3 separate regions of the Mus musculus genome follow, and all the other regions are linked to region 1. Evidence: chromatin contacts called from public HiChIP or PLAC-seq and Micro-C data. All regions are on one chromosome and are shown on one strand. The core of a region is the stretch at or near the end of the contact, and the rest is flanking DNA. Distances in the headings are between cores, read along the strand shown.

Region 1 (3,008 bases), core at 233-2,732:
GACTCTGGCTAGCTCAAGTGTGGTGAGCATGGCTCTGACAGGCTTTGCTCTTCTCTCTGCCCATTCCCTCTGCCTTGTTAGAAACCATTGGATGGTATTCTTAAAGCTAGCCCCCAAAAGTCTATTCCCTTTTTTGGCTACTTCCTCCTCCTGAGGCTGACTACCAAGGTCTAGCTATCAAAGTATTGAAGTCCAAGCAATCACAAGCCCCCTTTGGTCAAAATACACCACCTCAACCTAGCCTGTTGCAACACAGCACACACACACACACACACACACACACACACACACACTCACACACACACACTCTCACACACACACATCACACACACACACACTCACTCACACACACTAACACACACACACAGCACACACACTCACACACACACACTCACACACACTCACACACACACACCTGCAAGGTCATTTGGTGCTGTTTTTCTGAGTCAGGAAGCAGCCCCTTTAGCTTTTCTTCCCTGCTTAATAAAGAACCTCTCTGAAAACAGGGGTTTGGGTGTGGTTTATGCCTGCCCTGAGGTCAGAAATAGAACCCCACTGTGCGGGGGTGGGGTATCCCTCAAACTTAGTGGAATATATATGTGTATATATATTCCACTATCACACACACAGACAGAGAGAAGAGGGAGGGCTGTGTTAGAACAGGCTAGGGTGAGCCCAGTTTCTTATACCCACCCCCTCTCTCTCCAGACAGGGTTTCTTCTTGTAGCCTTGGCTGTGCTGAAACTAGCTTTTTAGACCAGGGTGGCTTTGAACTCACAACGATCTGCTTGCCTCTGCCTCCGAAGTGCTGGGATCAAAGCTGTGTGTCACGACTGCCTGGCATTAAAATACAGTTTTTAAGAGGACGTTTATTTTTATTTTATGGAGAGCATGTAGTCTGAGTGCATGTAAGTGCAACAGTGAGTGTGGTACTCGCAGAAGCCAAAAGCAGATGTCAGTTCCCTTGGAACTGGAGTAACAGGTGGTTATGAACTGTCATGTGTGTGCTGGAAACTGTACCTGGGTCCTTTGTAAGAACAGCAAGTGTTATTCTGTGTGTGTGTGTGTGTGTGTGTGTGTGTGTGTTAAGACTAGTAATGTAGGCCAATGTGGTAGAGTACCTGTTTAGCACGAGTGTGCTCAGCCTGGGAATCAGCCCAGCCCAGCCCAGCACCAATGAGTGAAGGCCAGATGATTCTCCGATAAATAACTCCAGCTTCTGAGGCTCTGAACACTTTGAAACAGATGCCATCCACCGTGACGTCTGTCCAAATCGCTGACTCATGGAATCTGTATTGATATACAGGATAGTTGTTGGGGAGAGGTGATTGTGCATATGTCCATAAATAACCAGAAGAAAGACTCTGCATCAAAAAGAAACAGCAGGCTCAATTAGAAGGGCTGGAAGTGGTGATAGCCATTATTCCACTCCGGAGCGCCTGCTGAATGTCTGGGTCGCCGCCTATCCTGCCACTAGGTGGCGCCAACGATCGTTTCCAGCAAAAGAGGGGTCCCAGAGTCAGTAGTTGTCTTTTCAGACAACCTAGCTACAAGGGGCCTTAAAGATAGTATTAAAAACACATAATCTTTCCTTGGGAAATGCAGCTCGGCTTTGCATCTCTCCACACCAATTCATTCTCTCCCCCCACCCCCACCCCCGGCACTCCTTCCCGCCAAGCCTTGTCCCCAAGCCAAGAAAGATCAGGAAACATGGAGTCCTTTAGCCTCACTGGAAAGGGATATTGTGAGGTTCTTGCTCCGCGCCACTCTTGTGTTCTGTGATAAGACAAGATAGTCTTGTCTTATCTTTTGGGAAATGAGGTGTAGCTACAAAGGGAGACCCCAAACTCATTGTGGTTAAAAAAAAAAGTTAACAAATTTTAAATTAAAAATTGTGTGTAATAATGTATACCTGTAATTCCTGCACATGGGAGGTAGAGGCAGAAGGCTCAGGAAGTCAAGATCAGGCCGGCAAGGTGGCTCAGCTGGCAAAGGCACCTGCTACCATCCTGTCTTTGTTTTGGGACAACAATATTAAATTGATTTTTTTAAAGCATTACTGATTTTGCAATATTCATCTTTCTTTTCTTATTTCTTCCTTTCCTTTTCCTTTCTTTCTTTGGCAGAATTTTTTTGTAGCCCAGGCTAGCCTTGAACTAATCATGTAGCCAAGACCTTGAACTTCTTTTATTTTGAATTTTTATTAAATTTTATTTAATGGGGGCTGAAGGCATCTACCGTGTACACGTGTGGAAGTCAGAGGATAACTTGCAGGGGTTGGTTTTCTCCTGCCATGTGGGTCATGGAGAGCTAACTGGCTGAGCCACCTTGCTTGCCCAACCTTGAAGTTCAGGTCTTCTACCTCTACCTTCCAAGGGCTGTGATTATAGATATATACAATATAGAAATGATTATTTAACTGTCATCCATCCATCTATCTATCATCTGTCTATCATCTATCTAGCTATCATCTATCATCTAACAACTATTATCCATCTATCATCTATTTATCTATCTTCTATCTATCTAATCTATTCATCTTTCTATCCATCTATCTATTATCTATTTATCTAATCTATCCATCTATCTTTCTATCATCTATATCAATCATCTATCATCTATATATATCTACCATTTATCTATATATCTATCATCTATTTTTCTATCTAATCTATCCCTATTCCTATCCATCTGTACCTGTCCTATATTTATCATCTATCTTCTATCATATCTCTATCATCTATCATTCTATTATCTATCTATTCCCATCTATCAATCTATCTATTTTGAGACAGTGGGCTATGTAGCTCTGGCCCAGAACTCACTATGTAGACCAGGCTGGCCCCATGCAATCCTCTTTCCTCTGCTCCCCAGTGATGGGATTACAGGTGCACACTCCAAACCCAACTTTAGTCAGCTGATTTTTAATTGACAAATAAAAACTGTGTGGTGCATAGAGTGACATTTTGAAATACTTGACATTTTAGGAATGACTAAATCAAGCTGAT
Region 2 (2,992 bases), core at 180-2,679, 160 kb after region 1:
GACTCCTTAAAACTCCTTCAATCTGATGGAGCTCCAGGACACAGCTCTTCCTTGGCTCCAGGCAAGAACTCATGCAGGAGTTGCAATTCTCCCTGGGAACTAGAAGCCTCCAGGGCACTTGGGAGTTGAGACAGAAAGGCAGAAACCCCCAGCTCCCACCAGGATTGGTTTTTTTGGGAAGCCAGGCACCCCGCACTATAATAAGTGGGCAACAGATCGCCTGTAATCTCAGCATTTAGGAGGAAGAGGCAGACGGATCTCTACAAGTTCAGGGCCAGCCAGGTCTACATAGCGAGTTCCAGGACTACAAAGGCTATATACATAAAGCCTGTCTTTAAAATTTTTTAAACAAAAACAAAAATGGCGGGTTAGTGTCCAGCATAAATCCTTCTGTCAGGGAGAAAAGTTAGGAAAGGAGGAATAGAAAGAAAGGAAGACCTTAGGAGAGGTAACGGAACTAGTGATAGAGGCCTCCAGCATCGTTTGAAGTCATTGCTCAGGAATGCTCAGCTAAAGACATAAGCAGGGTGAGGAAACGCCCCTAGAGTTTCCTCCTAGGTCTAGTTCCACTCTCAGGGCCACACCCAGCACCCCTGCTACCATCCCCAATGCCACACTCCTGAGGTCATCCATCACTCCACAGACAGGGCACATGCTGGGCACAGCCCTGAACAGACTCCAGGCCACGCCTCACACCAGTGGTGGGCTCAGCCGTAAGCCTTCAAAGATTCCTACCTCCCTCCCCCCAGCCCCCCCCCCATACTCTAGTGCGGGTGCAGGCCTCTGGGAGGGTCAGAACAAGGACTTTCCCCTCCTGAGTCCCTCCAGGTATAAGCACCAGGTATAAGCATCCAGGAGTTCCATCTTCTCGGATTCAGGGATCTATACTCAATCTTTCCGAGTCTTCAAACCAAGAGTCGAGATCCCAGCCCCTCCCTTCTTCCGTCCCAATTCAAACTCCAGTACCTTCTCCCTCAGAACAAATTCAGACCCCCAACTTCCTCCAGATTAAGGTCTGAATCCTGCCCTCCTCCCTGAGACCCATCTTAAATACAGATCCCAAACCTTTTTGGTCAGACCTAGGAGTCTAGATCCCATCCTACCGCTCTCAGCCTCAAGGGTCCAAGTACCACCGTCCTTCCTCATACCCACGTGCCCACTCCCCAGTCCCTCTTCTTTCCCATGTATGACCTGTATGAGCTCAGATGTTCAGCCTTTCATCCAGAGCTTGAGTCCTGGTCCAACTGCAGTGTTTCTAGGGATCCAGACACCTGAATCCGTGCCCACTCCTCTTTCTAGAACCAAGGATCCTGGACCACAACTCCTTCCCTTTGGGGGTCCCTGCAGCTTTACCTCTCCAGGCAGTGGCGACTGTAGCACAAACAAGGACGACAGCTGCAGACCAAAAGGGTCTTAGGACTGGGTGGAGTTGGCCAGCTGAGGAGCGCGCGAGGGAGGGGTTGTGGGCGGGGTTTGGGCCTGGCTAGGGCGGTGAAAAGGGACTTTCCCTTCATTCAGGCTATCCCTGGTAGGCCCCGAAGGCGGGGCTAATGCCACACCACGCCCCCAGAAGGCTAGCGTCCTGGATCTCCCGCCCTACCAGTGAGGGGGTGCAGAGCTGAGGTCACCGTAGCCGTGGAGACAAAACAGGAAGACACAGCAGCTGGAGGGGTGGGGTCTCCTGGGGGCTATCCTCCCTGTCATAGCTCTAGAAAGAAATCTTCAGGGTAGACCGGAGAATGCTGTTGCCATAGAAACGTACTTGTTTATGATTTGTTTCAGATAGAGTCGTCGCCCCCCCCCCACTAAGCCGGGTCCCCACGCCTAGTCTCACCTCTCATTCAGTTCTCCCGCTCTCCGCCCCACGCCTCTGTCTATCAGTTCCCCCACGATACCCAGAAAAAGGAAATCTTACACATCCAGGTCCCAGCAGTTTGAGGGTCAGCTAGACCTCTGTTTAACGGAGTCTTGTCTACCTGAAGCAGAATTTAGGGTGCCAGGCCTTGAGCTTAAGCTACCTTGACTAGTGAGGGCCCACCCCCAAAAAACAAAGACTAGATTCCTTCGTTTAGGGGTCTGCATAGAGAGTGGGCCATATCTCCAATTACACTGTAATCATGGCCTGAGGACCCTTGGGCCAAGTCTCAGAAGATCACAGCCAGGAGACGCGAAAGGATGATGGATAGTAGCTAAATTCCTGGAAATTTGGAGGGAGGGTACCAGATTTCTGAGCGTTCAGTTTTCAAAACATATGTGGTTGGTTGGTTGGTTGCCTGAGTCTAGAAGGGCACGCTATTTTTGGCCTGAATTCCTGCCTTCAGGACAAAGGGAGAGACTCAGAATCTTTATGAGGACAGGGCTAGGGCCCGGAGCTCTGGATTCTAGGTTCTATCATATGGGAAGGATTCCTCGGGCCCTATAGTACCGGGAGGAGAGGGGCAAAAGCAGGAAAGAGATGCAGGATTGGGAAAAAAAAAAAAAAAAAAAGTCGGATTTAAGGGCCTGAAAGAACTCGACTGAGCCAGATGGGAAAAGAAGCTGAAGGTCGCGATGCTGGAGGGACCTTTAGGTCTCTCCTAAAGGTCCCAATGCTGGCCCCCTGGGCAGGGCGGAGACCCAGGACACCTGGTTCCCTCCCTCCTGGCTGCACTCACTCACCCCGCTCTGCAGCGGTCCCGGGCGCGGCCTTGCTCTGCTGCTGCTGGGCGGGGCCTAGTGGCGGCTGCGGCTGCTTGTCTCTTCCCGGCGGCTGCTTCTGGTTACCTTCCAGGAAGACTGGAGAGGTTTATAGTCCTAGCCCTAGAGAGGAAGCTAGGAGCTTCGCGAAGGGGGTGGGAGGTGGGGGTTCGAAGGGGTCCAAGAGCTCACTACAGCCAGCTTCGTGTCCTACAGAGGAGGGAGGAGCTGGAGAGGGGACCTGGACGCTTGCTTCTTGCTTCGTGCTTTGCAGAAGTGGGGGTGGGGAACAAGGTAGGGATGGGTAGGCGAAGAG
Region 3 (3,049 bases), core at 402-2,901, 180 kb after region 1:
CCCAAGTGCTGGGATTAAAGGCCCAGCTGCCTAATTCTTATTCTTTCTTATTTATTTGTTCATTTATTTATTTATTAGTTGGGTTTTCTGTGTATTTCTCGAACTCACTTTGTAGATTTTGCTGGCCTCGAACTCAGAGATCTGGCAACCTCTGCCTAGGAGTGCTGGGATCAAAGGTGCGCACCACCATGTCCAGCCTAGCCCCTCATTCTCCCCTTACGTTTTCCGCTCTCCTTCTAGCACTTTACCTGATCAACAGTGCATTTATCCTTCACACTCTTTCCTCTTGACTCTTGATCCCTCATCCTCGTCCAGCCTTGTGCAAAGCTGATCTTTATCACATATATCTGTTCTCTGACCTCTGGTTCCACCTTCATTGCTTCCTGACCTCACTCACTCTTGCTCTGTCTCTCTTCTGAATGGAACCAGCGGTTACACAGTTCTTGGAGAAACCAAACAGTTGGAGAAAACAAAACAAAACCCTCAACTCTCTCCAAAACACAAAAATCCAAACAAGTTCCCACAGAGAAACGCTTGAAGGAGGTTGAGTTAGTCAGTCCCTTAGGGATGACTGCGGGTTTTACAACTGTTCTTTGTCCCCAGGGACAAAGAGGAATTAGGGAACAGAGAAAAAAAAAGTCCCTCCTTTCACACTGGGGTGTGATCTCTCAAGGGCCTCAAAGGCTTGCTTTCCCTTCCTTCCTTCTTTCTTTCTTTCTTTCTTTCTTTCTTTCTTTCTTTCTTTCTTTCTTTCTTTCTTTCTTTCTTTCTTTCTTTCTTTCTTTCTGTTTGCCTGTTGCCTTTCCGATCCCTTCCAATCTCCTCTCTGTCTCTGTTTTTTATTTTTGTTACATTCTATCTCAGATCTGTATCTTTCCCTCCCTCTAGCCCTCTGACCACTTGTTTCTCCCCAGCTGCCTCTCTTCACCATCTCTAGTCCTGCCCCGGTCTTACTTTACAGAGTCTGACTGTCTTTGGGTGTCTGCGCCTGTTTCCCTTTGGAGACTCTCCCTTGGGCCCATTTCCTGTCACGTGCCTCTGTAGAAAACCTCCAGAAAGAGAACTTTGACACTTCATGATAAAGGGGACTAATAAATTCCAGGAAAAAATCGTTACTTCGGAGGGGAGTCTCACTGTGTAGCGCAGGCTAGCCTCCAACTCATAATAATCCTGCCTCAATTGCCCGTGAGCGTAGATTAAAGGCTTGCACCATGGTGCCAGCCCTCTCCTGCTTTGTGGTCTCTATTCAACCCATTTCTAGAAAGCTGGGGGCCACAGAGCAGAAGAAAATAACTAAAGATGTAGAGGAGGAGAGCCTTGTGCAGGACTCACCATAAACTTTTTTTGTTTTGTTTTGTTTTTTGTTTTTCGAGACAGGGTTTCTCTGTATACCCTGGCTGTCCTGGAACTCACTTTATAGACCAGGCTGGCCTCAAACTCAGAAATCCACCTGCCTCTGCCTCCTGAGTGTTGGGAGAGCATGTGCCACCATAGACTTTTTATGGGCTACCATAGACTTTTTAATGAGGCTAGAATAGGGTTATTGAAGAAGTAGTGGGTGGTCAAATTGCAGAGGTCAGTTCAGGAACTTTAGAAAATTCCACAGGACCCCTCCCCTTCTGGAAGAGAAATGTCATAAGATAATAGGCACCCCTCGCTCCGGAAGGGAGGGGCTAATTACATTCCTCAGACCACAGGGAGGAGGGACGGACCACTGGCTTAACCAATGAGCCAACTTTCTAGCACCCAACAGAAGATATACTATAAACAAACAAACAAACAAACAAACAAATAAAAGTCCCCATGGGCAACATCTGAAAGAAGTCAAGTTAATCACTCAAACTTTTGTTATTCACGGGAAAAGAGTGAAACAAATTTAGATGTTCTCTGGGTCCCTAAGGCCTGAGGCTTTGGGGAAGCTGAGGGCAAGTTTATACTGGTTCCTGTAATAACTGTGTCTCAGGAGCCCAGGCTAGCTCAGTGTCTCCCAAAGACCTGAAAGGCTTTCTTTGTCTCTCTCTTTGCCTTCCTGTGGGCTTTTGATCCCTTCCCTTCTCCAGCCGCTGTTCTTTATTTTTCTTGTCTTCTGTCTTCCTCCAGTCTGTGTCTTCCCTTTGCTACTGGCTCTCTGACCACTCCTTGCTGTGTGTTTTCCCCTAGTTGCCTCTTGTCCCCATGTCTATCTCTGTGGACCCTCCCTCCCTGCTCTTGTCTCAACCTTCTCAATGCTGAGACCCTTTAATACAGCTCCTCATGTTGTGGAGACCCCCAACCATAAATTTATTTTCATTGCTACTTCATAACTTTAATTTTGCTACTGCTATGGATCGTAACATAAATACCTGATATGCAAGATATCTCTGCTATGGGACCCCTGTGAAAGAGTCCTTTGGACCACCAAAGGGGTTGAACCTTACAGGGGTCTGACGTGTGTGTGTGTGTGTGTGTGTGTGTGTGTGTGTGTGTATGAGTGTGTGTTTCTATTCCATTCTTAAGACTCCTCATTTCTGTCACTTGGGCTGGTTTGATTCATAACCTTCTCACTGTAGCCCATTTCCTATCATATGCTTATGTGGAAAATCTGCCCCTTCTTTACAAAGGGGACTGAGAAATTCCAGGTAATATATATTTTTAAACTCTCAGAGCAGAGTCTTAATGTGTAGCTCAGGCAAAGCCTCAGACTCATGGTGTGGCTGCCTCAATCTCTTATGCATTGAAAGTGACTACAGGTGTGCATCACCGCACCCAGCTCTCTCCAGTTTTGTGATCTCCAGTCAATCCATTTGCTATGTAGGAGTGGGCTGCAGAGAAACAGGAAACCATCCCCGTTCTGAGACTGCGGGTGTGTGTAGCCAACCCTGGCTGGCATCATGGCTCTTCATCCATGTACTGGCTACAGGGAAGTAAATGACACAAAAGTGGCTTATGCACGTAGCAAATATATATTTTACCATTGAAACTTATACTCACCATGGCAGTTGTAGAAAATGAAACAAAAATTCTATTACCTGGTCAATTTCAAACTATATTGACTCAGTCCATATATAAG

What was found. A called contact is a pair of places that touch in the nucleus more often than the background predicts. HiChIP or PLAC-seq counts read pairs in DNA pulled down with a chosen protein or histone mark.
Region 2: a contact with region 1 is called in an H3K4me3 HiChIP or PLAC-seq map of bone marrow-derived macrophages, with 4 times the contacts expected there. The contact joins the promoter of Myadm here to the enhancer-like site in region 1. A contact is called at or near these places in 12 of 39 promoter capture datasets (the C10 cell line, cranial neural crest, embryonic stem cells and 7 more), 9 of 484 Hi-C or Micro-C datasets (the Ba/F3 cell line, the HL-1 cell line, bone marrow-derived macrophages and 6 more), 18 of 115 datasets of contacts at active chromatin or transcription factors (the 230-238 cell line, bone marrow-derived dendritic cells, bone marrow-derived macrophages and 10 more) and 3 of 9 other capture datasets (adipose tissue, liver and pancreatic islet).
Region 3: a contact with region 1 is called in a Micro-C map of embryonic stem cells, with 2.8 times the contacts expected there. The contact joins two enhancer-like sites. A contact is called at or near these places in 1 of 15 datasets of contacts at CTCF or cohesin (CD8 T cells), 2 of 484 Hi-C or Micro-C datasets (Th1 cells and embryonic stem cells), 3 of 115 datasets of contacts at active chromatin or transcription factors (bone marrow-derived macrophages and embryonic stem cells) and 1 of 9 other capture datasets (embryonic stem cells).

What each region holds. Positions count from the first base shown.
Region 1 is chr7:3,447,410-3,450,417 of GRCm38.p6, reverse strand. No RefSeq gene overlaps it. Among named protein-coding and RNA genes, the nearest start is that of Gm35037, 3.4 kb to the left of the region's middle. Within about 2 kb of position 1,482, at least 42 of the 459 cell types and tissues checked have an H3K27ac peak or open chromatin away from gene starts, as enhancers often do. A contact at or near this core is called in the HL-1 cell line, bone marrow-derived macrophages, embryonic stem cells and 4 more, where this site is marked.
Region 2 is chr7:3,288,992-3,291,983 of GRCm38.p6, reverse strand. It overlaps Myadm (myeloid-associated differentiation marker), which reads right to left and starts at 1,429. Exons shown (of 3, transcript NM_016969.2): 1 at 1,354-1,429.
Region 3 is chr7:3,266,048-3,269,096 of GRCm38.p6, reverse strand. No RefSeq gene overlaps it. Among named protein-coding and RNA genes, the nearest start is that of Nlrp12, 18 kb to the right of the region's middle. Within about 2 kb of position 1,651, at least 24 of the 459 cell types and tissues checked have an H3K27ac peak or open chromatin away from gene starts, as enhancers often do. A contact at or near this core is called in embryonic stem cells, where this site is marked.